3 separate regions of the Oryctolagus cuniculus genome follow, and all the other regions are linked to region 1. The links are chromatin contacts, called in public Hi-C and Micro-C maps. All regions are on one chromosome and are shown on one strand. Each heading gives the region's core, a stretch centred on a gene start, on an enhancer-like site or on the middle of the called end of the contact. The rest is flanking DNA. Distances are from core to core; before and after follow the strand shown. Region 1 has its middle 160 kb from the start of IRF2BP2. Region 2 holds the start of IRF2BP2 (interferon regulatory factor 2 binding protein 2). Region 3 overlaps LOC103350930 (a long non-coding RNA gene).

Evidence for each region. Hi-C and Micro-C count contacts between places; a contact is called where the count stands out from the background.
Region 2: a Micro-C map of ear pinna shows a contact between it and region 1, with 5 times the contacts expected there. The contact joins the promoter of IRF2BP2 here to the enhancer-like site in region 1. A contact is called at or near these places in 3 of 6 Hi-C or Micro-C datasets (ear pinna, skin fibroblasts and an unstated tissue).
Region 3: a contact with region 1 is called in a Hi-C map of skin fibroblasts, with 11 times the contacts expected there. The contact joins two enhancer-like sites. A contact is called at or near these places in 2 of 6 Hi-C or Micro-C datasets (skin fibroblasts and an unstated tissue).

Annotation. Positions count from the first base shown.
Region 1 is chr13:54,069,067-54,071,766 of mOryCun1.1, forward strand. No RefSeq gene overlaps it. Among named protein-coding and RNA genes, the nearest start is that of IRF2BP2, 160 kb to the left of the region's middle. Within about 2 kb of position 1,440, at least 5 of the 8 cell types and tissues checked have an H3K27ac peak or open chromatin away from gene starts, as enhancers often do. A contact at or near this core is called in ear pinna, where this site is marked.
Region 2 is chr13:53,907,103-53,909,802 of mOryCun1.1, forward strand. It overlaps IRF2BP2 (interferon regulatory factor 2 binding protein 2), which reads right to left and starts at 1,417. Exons shown (of 2, transcript XM_008268248.3): 1 at 1-1,417. The coding sequence starts at 716.
Region 3 is chr13:54,260,566-54,263,265 of mOryCun1.1, forward strand. The region is part of intron 1 of LOC103350930 (a long non-coding RNA gene); the gene reads right to left. Among named protein-coding and RNA genes, the nearest start is that of TOMM20, 140 kb to the right of the region's middle. Within about 2 kb of position 1,291, at least 4 of the 8 cell types and tissues checked have an H3K27ac peak or open chromatin away from gene starts, as enhancers often do.

The DNA of each region.
Region 1 (2,700 bases), core at 190-2,689:
TGGTCTCAGGCCTATTCCTGTCGCCATATGCTTGATGCCACCTCCTACATTACCTCATTTGAGTGTAATCTGGCTTGATGTTTGCTATCCTTCATGTAGTACAAGCTTCATGTTATTTGAGATCGGTTTAAGAATAATGGAGGGGCTGGCGCTGTGGCATAGCAGGTAAAGCCATTACCTGCAGTGCCGGCATCCCATGTGGGCGCCAGTTTGAGTCCTGGTTGCTCCACTTCCGACCCAGCTCTCTGCTATGGCCTGAGAGAGCAGTAGAAGATGGCCCAAGTCCTTGGGCCCCTGCACCCACGTGGGAGACCCAGAGGAAGCTCCTGGCTCCTGGCTTCAGATTGGTGCAGCTCCGGCTGTTGTGGCCAACTGGGGAGTGAACCAGCAGGTGGAAGACCTCTCTCTCTCTCTCTCTCTCTCTCTCTCTGCCTCTCCTTCTCTGTGTGTGTTAACTCTGACTTCCAAAAAAATAAATAAATCTTTAAAAAAAATAAAGAGAATAATGGAGAAGCCCCAGGCATCAAAAGAACACGATTGAGACTCTCTGCCCTGGACGCTGGAATGGTCCAAGGCATCGCTGAGGCAGAGGCAGGAACGGCAGCTGAGGTCAGGAGTGCCAAGTGTCAGCCACTGAGGGTCCCTTTTCGGAGGATGTGGCTGGGTGGAGGCTGGGAAAAGAGACGCAGCCTGGAAACCAGCCGGGCCGGGAGCCAGGCGTCAGCCGATCCTGGGGGCAGCCCGGGCGTATCGCGTGATTCCCAGAAGACAGAGCACGCGGCCTGCTGGTCTTGGTGACCGGCCCTGAGACTGGGAGTTTCTCCACCTGCCCTGCTCTTACGGAAGCCACATTCCAGTGCCCCGGCCTGGGAGCTTAAACACCCACATGTGGGGTGCCCAGAGAGTTTCATACTTTTGTTCTCTGATTTCCCACTTCACAGAGCTGAGCTGAAGAATCACATGTGGAGGATGGGGAAGTGGGCACTGGAGCCAGTTTAAGAGCCGCCCCCTTCCTACACCCGGCCCCACCTCCAGCTCGGGTTTCTTCCTGGATATCAATTTGTGGCTTTTTATATAAGAAGGCAAATGCATTCTCCAAGCCAGTGGATTGCCCTCCCATGTTTTGACAGTTTGGCGTTGGTCGAAATATCATCAAACTTTTTGAAAACCAAGGGCTTTGAAACTCAATCTCCACACTGTTTACACGTTGTTGCTTTTTTTTTTTTTCTTCCCCTCACGGGTTCAGTTTTTACTTGCTACAGCACAATTAATTCGTACTTCACTTTCTGCACTCAAAACAAACACTGGTTTTAAGCATTCAGCTTTTCTAGCACTGCATAGCTGAGAGTGGAAAAAATACCATCTGAAGCAGGATGGGCTTTTGATGCTGCCTCCTTAGGACACGCACATTTCAAACCACCGCTGGTGAGTCACTCACATTCTGTGCATACCCGCTCTCGGAGGAGCAGGAAGTGTGGGTATTTTAAACCCCGAGGCCACAGAGAAGCTTGCAGATGCTTCTTAAGGAACTCCGGCCGGCACCCAGGGCCCTCCTCGGTGAGGCCTCTGCACATGTGCAGCCCCGAAGCAGTGCGCCAGGCTCTCTTTGTTCGCTCTCCCTGCCCCGGCTTTGCTTTTATGCAAGCAGACTGAGCTAGGGAATGCATAAAACCAACACAAACTTTTTAAAAACAACAAAAGTAATTGGAGCCCTGGGTTGGGGGGGGGAGGTGCGGTTGGTGAGGGGGTGCCGGCAGATGGTGCCACAAGATGTCCTGGGGCGGCTCACTGGGGACCCAGACTTGCGGCTCTGTGGCCAGCAAGAAGTAAAGGAGGCAAGGCCCAGCCAGTGCTTTCACTTCTAAGCCAAGTCATCGCCTTGTGAGCGATGAGGCCTCTTGCTCCCCTCTGTTCTGTACCTCTGAAAGCCAAAGGAACACGTTGGAGAGAAGGGGAGGCAATTGAACTGAACCAAAATGGCTTTAGATGAAAGGTTAAAGAGGGGAGTGGGGGCAGGGGAGGCTTGGGGGAACAAGCCAGATGTTGCAATGAAAGAAGTTATACATGCTAACCTTGTTTGGTGAAGGAAGGAGGCTCCAGGGAGGTTGCTAAAGATCTGTGGGTACTTGGAGCTTCTGAAGAGGGTGAGACCCCAAAGGGAGGCCACAACAATGGCCTGGCACCCAGGGCCTCAAGGGAAGACTGGCATCCAGCACCTCTGTGCTAAGGGATGTCTCCAGAAGCCCCCCCACCCCCCCCGCATAGAACCAGCGGGTGACGTGGGAGGGCGTGGACTCATGGGCCACTCCATTTTATGCTGGAATGTGTTTGCTATTTCTGACAGTTTTCTTCCAGAGATGAAGTCGTCTGGGACATGGAAGCCCAGCCTTGAGCATTTGCAGTCCCGTGATGTGTTAGGGACTCCTGAACCAGTTGGGAGCAGCATGAGCCACAAAAGCCTCCCAAATTATTCTGTAGCACTTCTACTGTTCCAGATGTCAGCTGCCTCCCAACCCGAGCAGACCCAAAAGAATTCGCGGGTGGAATAAAATCCTTGAGTGTTAATAAGCAGCTCCAGAAGAGATCAGATTGCTGGTGGCGTCAGATAATCTTGGAGGGGGTTATCAAGAAACAAGCACATTTCAGAGTGCATTGTGCAAGGACTGTAGGGGGGCCCCCAGCACAGCCCAGGCAATTCTG
Region 2 (2,700 bases), core at 167-2,666, 160 kb before region 1:
TTGTGGGCGCCCAGCTCCGCGGGCTGCGCTGAGCCCAGGCCAGCGGCGGCCGCGGCTCCAGACACGGCGGCCAGGGAGGCGGCGGCGCGGCCGCTGAGGCCGAGCGCGGCGGGCAGCGGCGTGGCGGAGCCGTTCATAAGCGGCACCAGGGTGGGCGGCACGGTGTGGCCGCGTCGCGCGTTCGGGCTCTGGCGGTTCAGCTCGGGCGGCTCCTCCAGCTTGGAGAAGCCGTTGGGCACCAGGATGCCGTTCACAGGCGGCGGCTGCGGCGTCGGAGGCTGGGCCAGGCCCGCAGCCGGGCGGCTGCCGCCGAAGTCGGAGCCGAGGCGCGGAGGTCGCTCCGCCGCGGCCGCCAGAGGGTAGCGCTCCAGGGCCTGCGCTGCGCGAGGGGCCGCCTCGGGGCCGCCGTGGCCGAGCTGCTGCTGCTGCTGCTGCTGCAGGAGGATGTCCTTGGCCGAGAGCGGCGGCGGCTTGGCGGCGGCCGGGGCCGCGGCGCCGGGCGGGGAGCGGCCCTCCGGGAAGCAGCCGTGCGCCCGCTTGAGCTGCCGCGCCGTCTCGATGACGAACTCGACGCGGTCGGCGCCCTCGTAGTTGACGCAGCCGCGGCACACGGGCTCGGTGAAGTCCCAGATCATGGCCCAGGGCATGCGGGGCAGGTCACACAGGTAGCACGACTGCCGCCGGGACGCGGCCGCCACCGCCACCGCCGCGGCCATGTCCGAGGAGCCCGCGGCGCCGGGGGAGGAGGAGGAGGTGGAGGTGGAGGAGGAGGAGGGGGCCCCGCCGCCCCCCGCCGGCACCGCGCGAGCCCTCCTCCCCCCCCAACCCCGCGTCTCCCCCACCAGTGGCGGCGGCGGCCGCAGAGGCGGCGGCGGCGGCGGCAAAGCCCGCGAAGGCTCGGCGCCCGCGCAGCGCCCCCGGTGCACGAGGGGCGGCGGGCGCGGCGCGAGGGGCTGCAGCCGCGGCAGCAGGTCCCCCCGGCCGGCGCGGTGGCGGGCGCGGGCGGGCGGCGCGGCGGGGCGGCGCGGCGGGGGCTCGGCCGGGGCCGCGGCGGGCCTCCAGACCGGGGCGAAGACGGGCCGCGCGGACGCGGGGAAGCGCAGCAGGTCGCGGCGGCGGCGGTGGCCGGCACGGAGTGCGGGGCGGGGGGCGGGGAGGACGCGGGGGGGGCGGGGGCCGGGGCCGGGGGGCGGCCGCCGGAGCAGGCTCAGCCCGAGCGGCGGGGCATGCCGCGCCGAGGCGGCGGCGGTGGCCGAGCGGCGTGAAGCTCGGGCGCGGCGCGGGCCCCGGGTCGCTCTGCCGCTCTCTCACAGCTCCTGGCGTCGCTGCTCTCCAGCGCCCGCGTCAGCGCCTAGCCCGCCTCAGCTCCGCCGCCTAGGTTGTCGCTGCTGCTGCTCGCCGCGGCCGCTCCACTTCTACAGACTTGATTCTTCGACAGCCTCGCACGGCGCCTGCGCGGGCCCCCTCCCCTGGCGCGCGCGCCCGCCCTCCCGCGCGCACGCGCACGCGCTTTCCCTCGCCGCCCCCCCCCCCCCGCCCCGCGCGCAGGGACGCGGCCGGGAGAGCCGGCTCCGCGGGTCCGCGCCGCCTCCAGTGAGCGGCCGGCGTCCCTGACGTGAGCACGCTGCTCCATGGGGATGTTTGCCCTGTTTCCTCGGCTCTACAGACTCCTCAGTCGGGATTTGGTTTCCCTGTGCTTGTCCTTTCTGTCGAGTCGAGCTAAAACTAATAAATAATAATAATAATAAAGGCAAGGCCACTTTGTAACTTGGTTTCTGTCAGACGCTTGATGGAGAGTTTAGGTCTGGCGTGCTTCACAGTTTTGGGTTTTTGAGGAGTTGAAAGCCAAATGTTGGACACGTGAGCACAGAATCGCTCAGGAATGCTTTGCACTTGCATTTGCCCTAGGACGGACACGCGCGCCGCCAGGCCCTTCAGGTTTCACAAACTCAGGAGAGTCTGCTGTTCCCAAGCACAGCACGGTGTCGTCATGCCGCCAGCTGGCTCGCGCGCTTTCCACGGAGCCCTCCGTAAGGAAAGGGAGCGCGGTCCAGACCGGGAGCTCGAGAACACCAAGACCTCCCGTCGGCCCGCCCTCTGAGCGGAGCCCTGGCCGCGCCCGCCGCCCCGGCCGCCTTATGTAGGTCCGCGCGGCGAGCGCGTGACGTGGGCGCAGGGCTGCGGGCCGCAGGCCCCCGCCGCCGCCAGTGCGCACGCTCCGCGCGAACGTGCCTCGCCGCCGCTGGCACGGGGGCCTCATTGAACGAATGCACATTCCAGGGATCCGGGGTCTACGGCCAGCGAGGCGCGGCGCGTCACGTCACGGCGCAGGCTCCGCCCCCGGCAGGCCCTCGGGGCCTCCGGCCCCGCCCCCCCGGGCCCGAACTTGGACTCGAGGTGGCGGGTGGCGCTGGCGCGGTCGGGGCGCGCGGCCTGCTCGCCTCGATGGGTCCCCGCGGGCGCTGGGGGCGACCGGCTGGCTGGCTCGGTCGCGGCCGTGGCGCAGGGCGGGCCTCGGGAGGGGGCGGCCCTGCGCCCTCTGCGCCACCCAGTCCGGCCCTAACCGTGGTGGGTGCAGACCTGCCTGGCGGGAAGACGGGGTGCGGCCCCAAAGCCCTGCCGGTCGGGCCCGCGCCTGTCTTACGCCGTGGGCAGCCAGACTGCCCCTATTGAATGAGCGCGTGAGGTTCCCACTTTTAT
Region 3 (2,700 bases), core at 41-2,540, 190 kb after region 1:
TCTAGGAATCTTCTAGAGCACTGATATGTGTCCTTCTTCCAAATGGTATCTTCTTTGAATTCACCAAAAATAAAAGGAACTCCCAGGCTAGGCCAAACAGCATAAATGACACTTAAGTACACGTATGCAAGATGGGAGCAAAGCCTGCAGGGACAATGCTCCCCAGAGGAATTGTGGCCTGGAAGCAGGTTCTGCCTTCTTGCCCTATTTTTTCCTGGAGGGAGAGAAGACCAGCAGCTGCCTGAAGGCAGATTCAGCCACTGGCTGTCACCCAGGCATCCTCTGCAGGCAGATAGGAACACAGGGGCCCTTTCTCAAGTTTAGCCTGATGCAGATGTTTTCAGGGCCTGAGACAGCCCCCACTCCTCGAGCCAGAGGAACTTTCTGTGCTGTGGCCAGTTCGCTGTGTCACACAGGAATGGCATCTGTTTTCACTTAGGCAGGAACTCAAGCATGCCTCCTGGGAGCATGTGCCCAAAAGAGATCCCAGTTGGCTAAGAGAGGATTAGGTTTCCAGAAGGACACAGCTTTTACCTGGGCTTTAAACACCCGGACGCCAAAGATATGGAGGTCACAGAATGTTTCTTAAAAATCATACCATTTTATGGGAGTGGGCGGTTAGCCTAGCAGTTAGGATGCCTGCCTCCCACATCAGAGTGCCTGCATTTGATTCCCAGCTCTGGCTCTAGATTCTAGCTTCCTGCCCATGCAGGCCCTGGGAGGGAGCCAGGAATGGCTCAAATAATTGGGTTCTTGCCATCCACATGGAAGACTTGGATTGAGTTCCTGGCTCCTGGATGTAGCCCTGACCCAGCCCCAGCCACTGCGGGCAACTGGAGGGTTAAGCAGCAGATGGAAATGTCCTCTCTCTCTCTCTCTCTGGCTCTCTCTCTCCCTCTCAAATAAATAAATAAATAAATGAAAGTAAGTCATACCATTTTAAAAGATTTGCTTGTTATGAATCCCGCCTAAAAGCCAATTAATCAAACATAGACCCACTGAGAGATCTGCAATGGCTGATTTATTGTTTTAGATTGGGCTTTTCAGAGAGATTTTGAAGGAGTAGGGGGTGGTTCCGGGGGAGGGGGAGAGCTAGTCAAAGACCAACTCCTTAAAAGCATGGGCAAAATTCCCTTTTCTGTTACCAGTTTTTCAAAAAAAAAAAAATGACAAAGTCACACAAGAGAGGAAATGAAAAGGGAAATTTTTAGACTTCTCATCTGTCCAGAAAGCCCCGGTCTGTTTCAGAACCCGTCAGGGTAACTGTCGGGCCTGCGGTCGCAGCCCTGCAATCCCGGGAGGCCTTTCGTCAGCGGCCATTATATCAATAAGGAAGTACAATCACCAAACCACAAGCCAGCTTCTCTTCTAAGCCCACATGTTGCTTTAGAGGGTTTTTAAACAAGAGACTTTCCTGTTTTTGAAACCTGTGAATCCACAGGTCTTACGGGTTACTCAAATTATCTTATCACTTGCAGCAACCACTGGCATGAATTTCAAAACTGCTTACCCCAGCCTTCCCATCCCCAGGCTCCACAGATGTCCACTTACTCACCAGAATCCTTATTTACAGTATTGTGCTGCCAACTGCTGACACAGAAGGAAAAAAAATGCTAGTTATACATTAAGCTTTACGGTTAAAGTATCTGCGCTAGATGCGACCCAAACACCACTTTATTTGACGACCCGAAGGCAAGATGACCACAGCAAAGGATGTTCAAGTGAGACAGTTTTGCAGTCATTGGAGGGTCAGGCCATTTTTCATGCATATGCACACACACACACACTTGCAAAGGTAGTATGAGAAGTCACCACAGTTCACAGGAAGCTATTCTTATTTATTATAGGATGTGCTGAAAATCTGTTGGAAAAATTTAAGTACAACCAGAAGACATCCCAAACCACCTAAAAGGCTACTGTCCAGGCTTCAGGAAAATCAATGTGGAAAATTGTAAGTGGAGGGCTCCATGGGGGTGTGGGCGGAAGCAGCAAAGCGTCCAATGTAAATCCTCCATGGTATGCAAGTCAGACTTGCTTCACTCTTGGGCAAAGAGAAAGGTTCAGATGAAAGGGTGCATTATAGAACTGATGTGATAAATCCACAAACAGCCTTCCCTCTTTCCTGCTCAGCTCAGCAGCTCGGGAAAGATGTGCCAAATCTAACAACTGCCCCTGATAGCCATCTCCTGGTTTAACTTCTCCCCTGGCCAGTGGCCACTTGGCGTTGCTCAAGCAATGCCTGCAGACTTCTTCATGCGTGCCCTTGCTGGAAACTCCAGCGTCATGAGGCAGACCTGAAGTTGACAAAGGGCTTCCGGAAGATCGTTCACATTCTGCTTTCAGTGAGTGCCCAATCAGAGGGAAGATCAACAACTGGTGAACTTTATTCTGCAGCTACGACCAGTGACCTCTGAGCACAGAACCCACATGGCAATAATGTATCTAGCAGACACTTATCTAATCTCACACTTTTCAGTCTTTTCGGGTTAGAATCAACACTTAGCTCATCAAAACACACACACACACATGCACGCACACACACACACACCTTCCAAAAAGGAACCTGCTCTCAGACTGCACACATGGGTATTTTGTTTATCTTATTTTTTTTCTGCATTCCAATAAATCTACAGGTACAGAAATGTTGAGATGGATACTCTAAAGCCGTTAGGCTGTGGTTTTTATTTTTGAGGAAGAGTT